2 separate regions of the Sus scrofa genome follow, and region 2 is linked to region 1. Evidence: chromatin contacts called from public Hi-C data. All regions are on one chromosome and are shown on one strand. Each heading gives the region's core, a stretch centred on a gene start, on an enhancer-like site or on the middle of the called end of the contact. The rest is flanking DNA. Distances are from core to core; before and after follow the strand shown. Region 1 has its middle 160 kb from the start of NAMPT. Region 2 has its middle 66 kb from the start of PIK3CG.

What was found. A called contact is a pair of places that touch in the nucleus more often than the background predicts.
Region 2: a contact with region 1 is called in a Hi-C map of retroperitoneal adipose tissue, with 2.1 times the contacts expected there. The contact joins two enhancer-like sites. A contact is called at or near these places in 14 of 47 Hi-C or Micro-C datasets (alveolar macrophages, embryonic fibroblasts, epiblast stem cells and 7 more) and 1 of 2 datasets of contacts at active chromatin or transcription factors (skeletal muscle).

What each region holds. Positions count from the first base shown.
Region 1 is chr9:106,321,761-106,327,650 of Sscrofa11.1, forward strand. No RefSeq gene overlaps it. Among named protein-coding and RNA genes, the nearest start is that of NAMPT, 160 kb to the left of the region's middle. Within about 2 kb of position 3,706, at least 4 of the 83 cell types and tissues checked have an H3K27ac peak or open chromatin away from gene starts, as enhancers often do. A contact at or near this core is called in omental adipose tissue and retroperitoneal adipose tissue, where this site is marked.
Region 2 is chr9:106,636,068-106,641,957 of Sscrofa11.1, forward strand. No RefSeq gene overlaps it. Among named protein-coding and RNA genes, the nearest start is that of PIK3CG, 66 kb to the right of the region's middle. Within about 2 kb of position 3,189, at least 8 of the 83 cell types and tissues checked have an H3K27ac peak or open chromatin away from gene starts, as enhancers often do. A contact at or near this core is called in omental adipose tissue and retroperitoneal adipose tissue, where this site is marked.

The sequences.
Region 1 (5,890 bases), core at 2,456-4,955:
CAGGCTAGAGTTGTCTCTGGAAGTGCCTTCCCATGGTGGAAATTCCCAGAGAGCCCACTGGCATGGAAGGAGATATCTGTGTTTTTCTAGAACAGGAGGGGCTAACTTTCCCCTGGAACCTGCTACAAACTGCATTTATATTCCACCCACAGGAGTCCTTTGCTCCTTGATGTAAGAACGTCTTTCATGGAATGGGTTTCTCCATGGGAAGGAACACAGCAAAAAGGTACCAAGACCAGCCCTTGATCCCTTATTTCCACTACCAGCTAAATGGCAGGTTCCTCTCCAGGTACAAAGGTGGGGACCCAGACAAAGCCTGCGTCCTGCCATAGCTCTGGAGCTCTGCGGGGATTTCCACCAGCTCCCTGTCTGTGTCACTCAGTGTAGGGTGTTCCCAGCACGGCTCCCCGCCTCCACGCACCTCCTCCGCACCCCCAGGAGAATTCTGCTGTGTGAGGATGAATCGGCAGAATTTGCCAACAGTTGAGTCGAGGCAGGCATCTGGGTCCCAGTTGGGAGCTGCAACTGTCTCTCCTCCCCTTGGCAGGCAATCTCTCTGCCTAAGAATTGCCTTCCTGGGAGTTCCCATTGTGGCTCAGTGGGATAGGAACCCAACTAGCATCCATGGGGATGAGGGTTCGATCCCTGGCCTCACTATGTGGGTTAAGGATCTGGTGTTGTCGTGAGCTGTGGTGTAGGTCATAGACACAGCTCAGATCCCACGTGTCTGTGGCTATGGTGTAGGCCAGCGTCTGCAGCTCTGATTCAACCCCCTAGCCTGGGAATCTCCATATGCCAAGGGTGTGGCCCTAAAAAGCAAAAAAAAAAAAAAAAAAAAAAAAAAAAAATTGCCTTCCTGCTCAGTCCCTATGTCACATGCTCCTAGCCATTCTTCAGCTCTGTCCCCACTGCTGGCGCCGCTCAGGAAGAAGGGCAGGGAGGTTCCAACTCCCCAGGGTGAGTCCTTTGTGGCCCACACGGCTCTACAGACATGCCCGCAACATTACAGGCATGAGAACACAGCGCCGCCCAACAGCAACTGAACCCCCAAAACACTGATTTACATTTTCTACAGAATTAAGTGATTCTTTAGAGGTGGTGTGGACTCTTCAGAGAGAGGGATGTTGGCCTGAGGCTGGAGTAGATGGGCCCAGTTTTACAAATCATTTCTTCTCTGTGGCTGACCTTCTATGGCATAACACAAGGCCTTTGTTTTTCCTTCAGTTTGAGAACTTTCCCTTCTGACCTTGCTTTGCATAAGATACCTATGAAAGGTCAAAGATAAAGCCGCTGACAATCCCAGCATCTCACTGGAGACAGACATTTTTATCACCTCTCATCAGGGTGAGTCACCAAGGGGATATTTTGATTCCATCTCCTTTCCTTTTTTTCACATCCCCTCCTGTGTGATGTGAACAAGCCAGGAAATTTTTGCTTTCTTAATAATACATATCTTATTATGAGGCTTATAGCATCCTGCTAGGGTGAGCAGAGAAAGTCTTACCCCAATTTTTCAGATGGGGAAACTGAGGCTCAGAGACGTTGCACAACCTAGCCAAAGTTGCCCACGTGGAAAGTGGGAGAATCTGGTCTGAATTTTTTCTTTTTCTTTTCATTCTTTCTTTTCTTTTTTCTTTTTTTTTTCCTGCAGCATATGGAAGTTCCCAGGCCAGGGTTCGAATCCGTGCCACAGCTGTAACCAGAGCTACAGCAGTGACAACACCAGATCCTTAACCTGCTGAACCACATGGAAACACCTAAAATGTTTTTGTTTTTTACTCTACACTCAAGATCTGTTTTGTTAAAACGAACAGCCAAAAGGAAAACTAAGGATCCTAATAATTCATGGTGGGATAATCAGCCTGCCAAATAGGTTAATTGTTTGTTAAATTTTTAGTTTCTGATGTTTCTATCTATTAAAATCGTGATGGGCATGGAACCAACTGTATTCCCTACAGATGATCACGCGTGCACGCACACACACACATGGGATTACGTAGTACTAAAGTGAACAGCTGTTACCACGGAAACTTCTGAAAATATTACACTTGCAGGAGTGTAAAAGGGGCCCAGAGGAGGATGTATTTTGACTTTTTAATGACTCGTCAGCTTCACCCAGTGTATGTGTTCAAGTTTTGCCCTCAGACGTTCTAAAACATTCTATGATGAGCTCAAGAGACAACAAATGATAGCTGTTAAAAACTCTCAGGAAAGCCCTCTCCACTTGAGATGAAAGAGACAGGCATGTATGCACAGCATCTTGGAGAAGACAAGGCAGGGCAGGGGGATGGAAGGCAGGAGGGTTTGGAAAATGTGCGGAGGGGCATCACTGCTGTGGATCAAAGTTTATCTCCATACGTCTTGGTGAGCAGAATACAAGCAGCTTGTTTCCATGGCTCCCCCGACTCCTGGAGCCTGGGACCCTCTGGGCTGTCTGCTAGACATTCTACTCAACCTCCCTGGCCCCTGGTTCCTGTGGAGGAAGTTACCCATAATGCTTGTCCAATCAGTGACTTTCTGTACCCAAGCCATTTTTTCCTACCCATGCCTTTTTTGTTTGTTTGTTTTTTAGGGCCACGCCTGTGGCATGTGGAAGTTACAGGCTGGGGTAGAATCAGAGCTGCAGGTGCTGACCACAGCCACAGCAACGTGGGATGTGAGCCTCATCTGCAATCTACACCACAGCTCACAGCAATGCTGGCTCCTTAACCCAGCTGGATCCTTAACTGAGTGAGGCCAGGGATCACACCCAAGTCCGCATGGATACTAGTTGGGTTCATTACCACAGAGCCACAATGGGAACTCCCTCCCACCCATTCTCTTACAGGCTTATGGGTGACTTGCCTGTGTACCAGACAAGATATTGCAGCTCCCCCCTTGATGCTTTCTGGAAACTTATCTGGAAAATAACATTCTACCCACCATTTATGCTATTCTCTGCACAAAGAGATTACATTAAATGGGAAAGACAGCTGTGAAATCCTATCATTTGTATATAAATGGGATGAGTTTGATGGGAGGAGGCTAGGCACAGGGTACTAAAGACAGACAGGCAGGAATACCATAGGTCCATCTGAAAGCCTCCAGCAAGGCACAGAGCTGGGCATCTGCCAGACATAGGCAGGGAAAAGCATTCTGGATAGAGAGAACAGTGTATGCAAACTCAGAGACATGAAAAAAATGCCATGTTTGGCCAAAAGCCAAAATGTCTGTGTTGTTAAATATGTATGCCTGAGTGTGTGTGTGTGTGTGTGTGTGTGTGTGTGTGTGTGTGTGTGTGATATTCTTACACATGCCATAAGACCAGTCAAGGGCCAGGGTGGAAAGGTCACGTGTGCTCTGTCTTGGAATTTGCATTTGGTCCCACACCCGTGAGGTGGGCTTTCAAGCAGTAAAGTGACATGATCAGTTCCAAGGTCTAGAAAGGAGACTTTGGTGGCAGTGGGGTGGAAGGGGAAGAGACTAGAGGCAGGGAGGCCAGGAGGAAGCAGCTGCAGTCGTGGAAATGACAGAGGACATCAGGCCCAGCCAAGGTGGGCAGTGAGCCCACAATGACAGTACTCAGGGGCACGAAAAAGGAAGACACTGTTGTAAATAACCCAAATGATGAACAAGGAGGGAGGGCTGAATATCCCTGAGTGCCACTTCCGTGGGAGGCCTCTGCCAAGGAGGGGTCAAGAAAACCCTATGTTCAAGAGGATCGCTATAGGAGTTCCCGTTGTGGCTCCACTGAACCCAACTAGTATCCATGAGGATAGGGGTTCGATCCCTGGCCTTGCTCAGTGGATTAAGGATCTAGTGTTGCCGTGAGCTGTGGTGTAGGTCACAGACGCGGCTCGGATCTGGCGTGGCTGTGGCTGTGGCATAGGCTGGCAGCTGTAGCCCGACTGGACCCCTAGCCTGGGAACCTCCATATGCCACAGGAGGAGCCCTGAAAAGACAAAAGACCAAAAAAAAAATTGTTATAAAGCAGGCAGAGAGTTTTGCATTTTTTGATCTTTGAAAGGAATAGTAAAATAGTTGCTTAAGAAAGGCTTTAAAACCACTAGTTTTTTTTTTTTTTTTTTTTTTAAATCAAGTGTACCTTCTGATCAAAGAGGTCTAGCTTACAGGGACTGATAAGGTGGAGGCAGAATATTTCCTTATTTCACTTTAGCTGAAGACATTTCTGTATTGCTTTTGCACTTTTTTTTTTTTTTTTCTCTCCTGCAATTAATCTGCCACCTCGTGGCCTAATGAGAAATTTCAGTTTTTACAGACTGGAGAGGGAGAATGGATGAAGCAGGAATCAGTATTCTTTTGGCCAATATAAGCATCAATACAGTACTAACCATCATGAATAATCCATCAATACAGGAGTGCCTTCCTCTGACTATAAAATGCCCCTCTTACCTGCTATCCAGAAAACATTTGTAATTTCCTTTAGAACTCTGGAATAAGAGCTTGGCTTAAAGACACCTCTTACATCTGTATACTTCTGAGTTCATTCAATAAAAACTGGAATATACTTCATATTTTAATGAGAAGAGAAACTGCCCTAAAAGCTACAGAGGGTCATCTGATTATTTTCAACTTACAAACTATAGCTTAAAAGTAATAATGTGAATTTATACACACAGAAGAAACCTGGATACTGAAAAAACACCCATTAAACTAAAACAAGTGAACACAGGCTGATGAATGACATCCCTGTTCTCTGGTCAAGTCTTGAGATCAGTGTTTAATAACTGATCTTCTTGAGAAACGGAGAGGAGTGCTTATGTGGGGCAAGAGTGGTCCTTAAGTGGAATCACTTCTTGGATTCTACACAAAACAAATGAGCAAGGGCCCCATCCCTATGCATCCCCTTAGTCAGGAGTGCAGTGCAGCAAGGTGGAAACGGGGCCTGCCCAGGGTTCTGTTGGCCTCTGCTGTGCAGACGTTTAACCTTTTAGTGGAAAACAGTGAGGCCAGGAGGGGAGTCCCAGAGACGGGATGGGCTGTGGCACTGGAAAGCCAGACTAGTGTACACTGGCTGAGTCTTAGCCCCGCTCTTAGTTCCCCCTGCTCAACCTCAGAAATGCTGCCCAAAGAAAAATGTCTTTAATTTAATTTAATTTAATTTATTTATTTTTGTCTTTTTGCCATTTCTTGGGCCGCTCTCACGGCATAGGGAGGTTCCCAGGCTAGGGGTCGAATCGGAGCCATAGCCACCGGCCTATGCCAGAGCCACAGCAACACGGGATCAGAGCTGTGTCTGCGACCTACACCACAGCTCACGGCAACACCAGATCCTTAACCCACTGAGCAAGGCCAGGGATCGAACCCACAACCTCATGGTTCCTAGTCAGATTCGTTAATCACTGAGCCATGACGGGAACTCCTCTTATTTTAATTGAGAGAGAACTCCATATATAATCTTATTCGTTTCAGGTGTAAAACGCAATGATTCGATATTTGTATACATTGCAAAATGATGAGAGATGTTTTTTAATAGTTATATTCTTCTAGTACCTTATTTACAATATAAAATCACTAACACAGATGTGGCCAAAGTGCTTTTTTTTTTTTTTTTTTTTTTGTTCTACTGTGAAGCAGGGGTGTCCCAGGACCATTAAAAACATTAAAAGTTTTTTAAAGGCTATTTCAGCCATCTAGTTGCTAGTGATTTTCCTGATTCTATTTCTTCTTTTTTTTTTTCAGTGATTTTTATTTTTTTCCATTATAGTTGGTTTACAGTTATTTCTTCTTCTTCTTCTTCTTTTTTTTTTTTTTTTTTTTTTTCTCTTTTTACAGCTGTGCCTGTGGCATGTGGAAGATCTTGGGTTCAGGGTGGAATCAGAGCTGCAGCTGCCAGCCTATGCTATGGCCAAAGAAACACCAGATCTGAGCCACATCTGTGATCTACACA
Region 2 (5,890 bases), core at 1,939-4,438, 310 kb after region 1:
GGAACCTCCATATGACGCAGTCCTAAAAAGACCAAAAAAAAAAAAAAATGTCTTGGAATAGGACCGTGGCCATGAGGCAGGAGCACAGAGGAATGACCTTGAGACAATGGATGTCAGCAAAATGAGAGGGATGGGTGACATTACCTGATGACCTGACATTCGGTGCAAGATGTTTCTATGGAGAAAGGAGAATAATCCAGAGGTGGAAATGAGGACTGGAAAGGAAATACATTTCACCCCAGGCCTTATGCCCCAAAACTGGGGTGGTGTGGGGGGGTGGAATGCAGGAGAACAGGAAGAGGATGTTTTCATCAGAAAGCCAGGTCTCCATCAGAGTAAGATGGTGGTGGGAACATCCAGGGACGAGGTTAAGGCTACTGGGTTTTGCTAAGAATGGACAGTGAGCTTCCCCAGGCCCAGAAGAGGGCAGGGTTGAGGAAGGGCAGGAGATGTCCTCTCTGTGTTCATGACCAATGCTGATCCATTTGGACTAATTACTTCCTTTGTTCAAAGCCAATATACCAGCCAACATATTAAGTATAATAAAAAAGCTAGTACAATAAGTATTCCATTTCCAGCTATAATCCCTCTCTTTCTCTTAGAGAACCTTCATCAACTCCACTTTCTGGCTAGAGTTAATTCTGCTCCAGTACTTAGCATAAAAGCAGTACATAGCTAAAAGCAGTAGTGAAGCTTGGCTTTTTTTCTGGGACCCAAATAAAAATCATGGCTGTTGCAGCTGCCTGTTCCTGCCCAGAAAAGCACTCTTTCTCCTTGCTGCAGTGGAGATGGGGGTTGGCGGGAGAAGAAACCAAATTCTCAGCTGAGTGTCTTCTAAGAGGCTCTTGCTATTTGCTAACACACAGTGCAACCCTGGCACCCTTTGTGGTTGCTCTGAAGGTCTCCCCAGGAGATACCCTTTCTCACAACAGCCCAGTGTTGATTGATTTCATGTCCACTTAGGATGGACCATGAAGTTGCTCTCTTTATTCTTTTTCTTTTTGCCCATGGCATGCAGAAGTTCCTGGGCCAGGGATCGAACCCACACCACAGCTGCGACTCAAGCCACAGCAGTGACAGTGCCAGATCCTTGAGCTGCTGCGTCACCAAGGAAGTCCATTTATTCTTAATTTATAATACCTCGCAGCAACATTACAAAGTTGAGGGTTACATTTTTATGGGTCATTCATTTATTCATTCAACAAGTATTTATTGAGTATTTCTAGACATGGCAGGAACTTATTAAGCATAGAGTAAGTAAACAAATTGATATGTAACGTAAGATAGCGATAAGTAATAGGAAGAAAAATAAAGCAGAGTGAGAGGGTAGAAAAATACAGGCAGGGAGTGACAACATTAGTGATATGAAATGGAAAACCAGTCAGTTTTCCTTTCTCCGTGTCTACAAGGTAAACACCTATTGCACTGCAACTGATTTCAAAGAATTTCAATGCAGCTGCCTGGGATATGGGACATTGTAAAAAGTCACCACAAGTGTTGCATCTTCAGCCTTGTTGATCTAGAAATCCAGTTTTGTCCATTCACCCAGGGAGGATCAGATTCTGACAGATTGATCCCGGCTAATCATACAAAGGGAGATACACTTATAAACCAGAGTGTTAGTTTCTTGATCTATAAAAGAAGGTATATCTGACCAGTCAGCAGGCTCTGCTCTTTGCTTGAGCATGTCTTTCTGGCAGGGAAGTCCTCTTAGAAAAACACACTAATGCCATATTTAAATGTTTGACTACCATGGCAACCCATAGGGACACTTTTGCATGCACCTATGCCTGCAGGTGTGTGATTTGAAGAGCAGACTGTGACTCTTTGTGATTAGAAAAGGGTATCCTACTTTCTGGTAGATACAGGCCCATGATGATGAGGGGAAGGTGGGCTGGATTTCACCCCCAACTCATTTCTTAGGGTAGGGGTCGTTGTGCAGTGTAAAACCTAGGCAAGAGTATATAGCAGACCTAATAGAAGCAGTGAATTAAAACAAGAGTAATTGGGTATTTTAAGGAATATTTCCATTAAAGTATATGGCATATGGTATCAAGAAGAGTGACTGTCATGAAATGATGTCTTTTCACCTTCCAGTGTATGTGAAACCTATTTAAAAAAATCAAAGTTTCCTTTGTTAATCCCATATGAAATAATGGATCCAACTCTAAAGAGGTCCTTTTGGTCTTTTCTAGGGCTGTACCCGCAGTATATGGAGGTTCCCAGGCTAGGGGTCTAATCAGAGCTGTAGCCACCGGCCTACACCAGAGCCACAGCAATGCCAGATCCCAGCTGCATCTGAGACCTACACCACAGCTCACTGCAACGCCAGATCCTTAACCCACTGAGCAACCTACAGTTACTAGTCAGGTTCATGAACCACTGAGCCATGACAGGAATTCCTTCTTTTTTTTTTTTTTTTTTTTTTTGTTAAACATCCAACAGTGGCTGAAAATATTTTAAAGTCATTCTGGAAAGTGTTCACATTTCCACACTCTATTTCACTGCAAGAAAAAGGGCAAATTCCAGCAAGAGAAGCTGGAATCCTGGAGAGAAAGAGATGAGACAACTTGGGTTTGCCCCTCCCCCTGCAAGGGTAGCTGAAATCAGCCAGTTCAGCAAACAATTGTACTGCCCCCCCACCCCCCACCTGTTAGAGAAAAGGACAGCAAACAACCTGCAAAAGGCCACATCAAGTTTTATCCTGATATGCAGGTCTGATCCACTCCCTTGCTGGGCCCCCTCGGTGTGGCCAAGCCTGGAGGTCACTCTTCCCCTTCCTTTCTCCTCTATCTGTCCTTCCCTGGGGCTTGCCTTAAAGGACAGTTTCTTGATCAGAAGAAATCAATTCTAAGACATTAACCACTTGAAAACAGTGATCGGGTCACCCCTACCATTCATGGGCTCTAAGACAAGAATGTGATAGAGGCCCACAAACCGTCTATGTATTTAGACGTTATCATCAATGCTAAGGAGCTGCTGAATGAAACATGTTCTGTTCTCCTACCTGATAAATGTACCTTCCAAGGGACCCAGAATGCCAGGTGGCAGTACAGGGAAAGCCAGCTCCTGGCCACAGCCAACCCTGCACTTGGGGTTTCCTCTGGCTCTGGTAGATACAACAGCTCACAGAGCCAAGCTCCATCCACATCCCCAGGGACGGCTGTCCCCAGGCCAGCCACCTCTGAGGCCTAAGGCTGTCAACAACAGGGTACGCCCCCTGGAGGTCAGACCAGGAAAGAGCCCGTGCAAAACCTGGGAGCCCGCTCAGTGGTGGCAGAAAATTCCAGGCGCCTGGCACCTTGATGAAGGTCTGGAAGGCTGGTCCTCGACTCCAGGTGGCATATCCTCTTGAGTCCACTGATTGCCCCACCACACGAGGATGGACAGGGCCAGAGCAGGGTCCTCTAAATACAGACCTGGCCTGGATCTAAGTGGTACTGTCACTGATTATTTGATTTTTAGTCCTAGCTACTTCAATTATGAGTCTGATCTCAAAGTGCAGTCCTGAAGAAGCCTGTTAAAATGTAAATTCCTAAGCCTTAGCCCAGACCTAGGAATCAGTTGATCTGGACAAAGTTTCAAGGAATCTTTATTTTTTTTTTTAATCTATAATGATTTTTATTTTTTTACATTATAGCTGGGTTATAGTGTTCTGTCAGTTTTCTACTGTACAGCAAGGTGATCCAGTTACACATACATATACACATTCTTTTTTTCTCCCATTATCATGCCCCATCATAAGTAACTAGACAGAGTTCCCAGTGCTATACAGCAGGATCTCATTGCTTATCCATTCCAAAGGCAATGGTTTGCATCTATTAACCCCCATTTTTTTTTTTTTTTTTTGGAATCTTCATTTTTAAACAATCTTCCTAAATGACTCTTACTCTGAAAGTTGAGAAATGTTATCAAACAGCTCGGGCCCTGCCTTTCACAGGAATCTATAAAATCTATCCCCTAACGCTGGGCCCCTGAATGAACTAATGAATGGCTCTCCATCCTAGAGATATTATCATCTAGATAACCTCGTGAGACTTCCAGAAGCTAAGGCCAGACTCTTCAGCAGAGGGTTAGATAAACACTGACCACACTGTACTCGCCAGTTCCAAGAACACCATTACTTAATTCCTGGCAAGTAGCAATGTAATTGAATAGGTCACAGTTTGCTTCTAGCCAGCTTCGTGGGAACACCGTGATCTCTTATCAAAGATTCTGAAAACATGCATGGTTTCCCAACTGTAGTGGGGCAATTTTTTAATTATTACTCAATTCTGTGCCATTTAAGTCCCCTCATTCTTTCCTTTCACCCACCATTCAGCAGTCTGTGGGCACCTTCTGAATAGCTCACCTTCAGGGTAGAACCATCCAGGCAGAACAAAAGCCATGGGTTATAAGCTACCAGGAAGATTTTGGTCAATCTATAGCAAAGACCACTGTCTGCTTTCTACTGGAAGGGGCATGCATCTGAGAGAAGAAAAGTGAGTTTCTCCTTTTTAAAAAAATTGCAAATACCAGAGCTTAACTTTAAATATCAAGATCCAAAACCCATGAATTCAGAGAACCTTATACCATAACCCACTGATAGAAGAAGAATGCATATGCTGACTTAAAGTAGGTAAAAATGTAATGAATGGGGGAGAAAAATCAGAGTGAATAGGACTGGAATTCAGACACTGGTAAGTCCCTGAGAAAGTCCCCAGCTTTCCATCCCCAGTACCAAGTTCTGAAGGGGACAGTGGGAACAGCAAGTTAGATATTCAAACAGAAACCCCAGATGAGACCATGGAAGGCTCTAAGGAGAAGGGCCAGAGCCTGGTTTCCTGGTGAGATGCATGCTTCCTGAGAGTCTGCAAGCTTCATAGAGAAATCCTACATCCCACATGGCACTGGAGTGATAGATGGGCAATGGTCAAGCAAATAGTCGAGCATATGGGCCTGAGAGAGCCCTGCACACCCAGCAGAGGCCAGCAGGGACAGAAACTACCTTAGCCCAAATTAACCACATCCCACCCTGCCCCTTTGGGATAGCTAGGAGAACTGAAGAACGAAGATGGAAGGAATCTGAGTTTCAAACTTGAAGCAACTGGATCATCTTATTAAGCTTCCATTATCCACCATTAGAACCAGAAAGCAAAGTTAAATTGCATTACACAGTTGCCAAGGGGGGAAAGGGTTCAGAGTGGCATGGACTGGGAGTTTGGAGGTGGTGATGCAAACTATTACATTTAGAATGGATAAGCAATGAGGTTCTTCTGTAGCATAGGGAACTATATCCAGTTTCTTGAGATAGACCAAGATGGAAGATAATAATAAGAAAGGGAATATATAGAGAGAGAGAAATTAGCACAATATTATAAATATTGTAAAAAAAAAATTGTCTCTTTTTTTTTTAAGGGCCACACCTGCAGCATATGGAGGCTCCCAGGCTAGGGGTCGAATTGGAGCTGTAGCTGCCAGCCTACATCACAGCCACAGCAACAATGGATCCAAGCCAAGTCTGTGACCTACACTACAGCTCACAGCAACACCGGATCCTTAACCCACTGAACAAAGCCAGGGATCAAACCTGTGTCCTCAGAGATACTAGTCGGTTTCGTTAACCACTGAGCCATGACAGGAACTCCAAAAATCTTTTAAATTTTTTAAAAATTTAAAAAATTTCATTACAGAGAAATTGATTATATTTTTTGCATGCCTGGGGTACACAGTCTGACCCTGTAACACAGGTAAAATATCCAACCTGCCACATAAGCAACAAATTCCTTGGACCTAGGCTGTTGTGTGTATGGCTATTTCCAGACAAGAACGTGTCACTTTTTACCAGCTTCCTTTTGAGAGGAGAGAGGAGACTCTTTCTGGATTCTCAGATTCATGATTTCAGATTCTG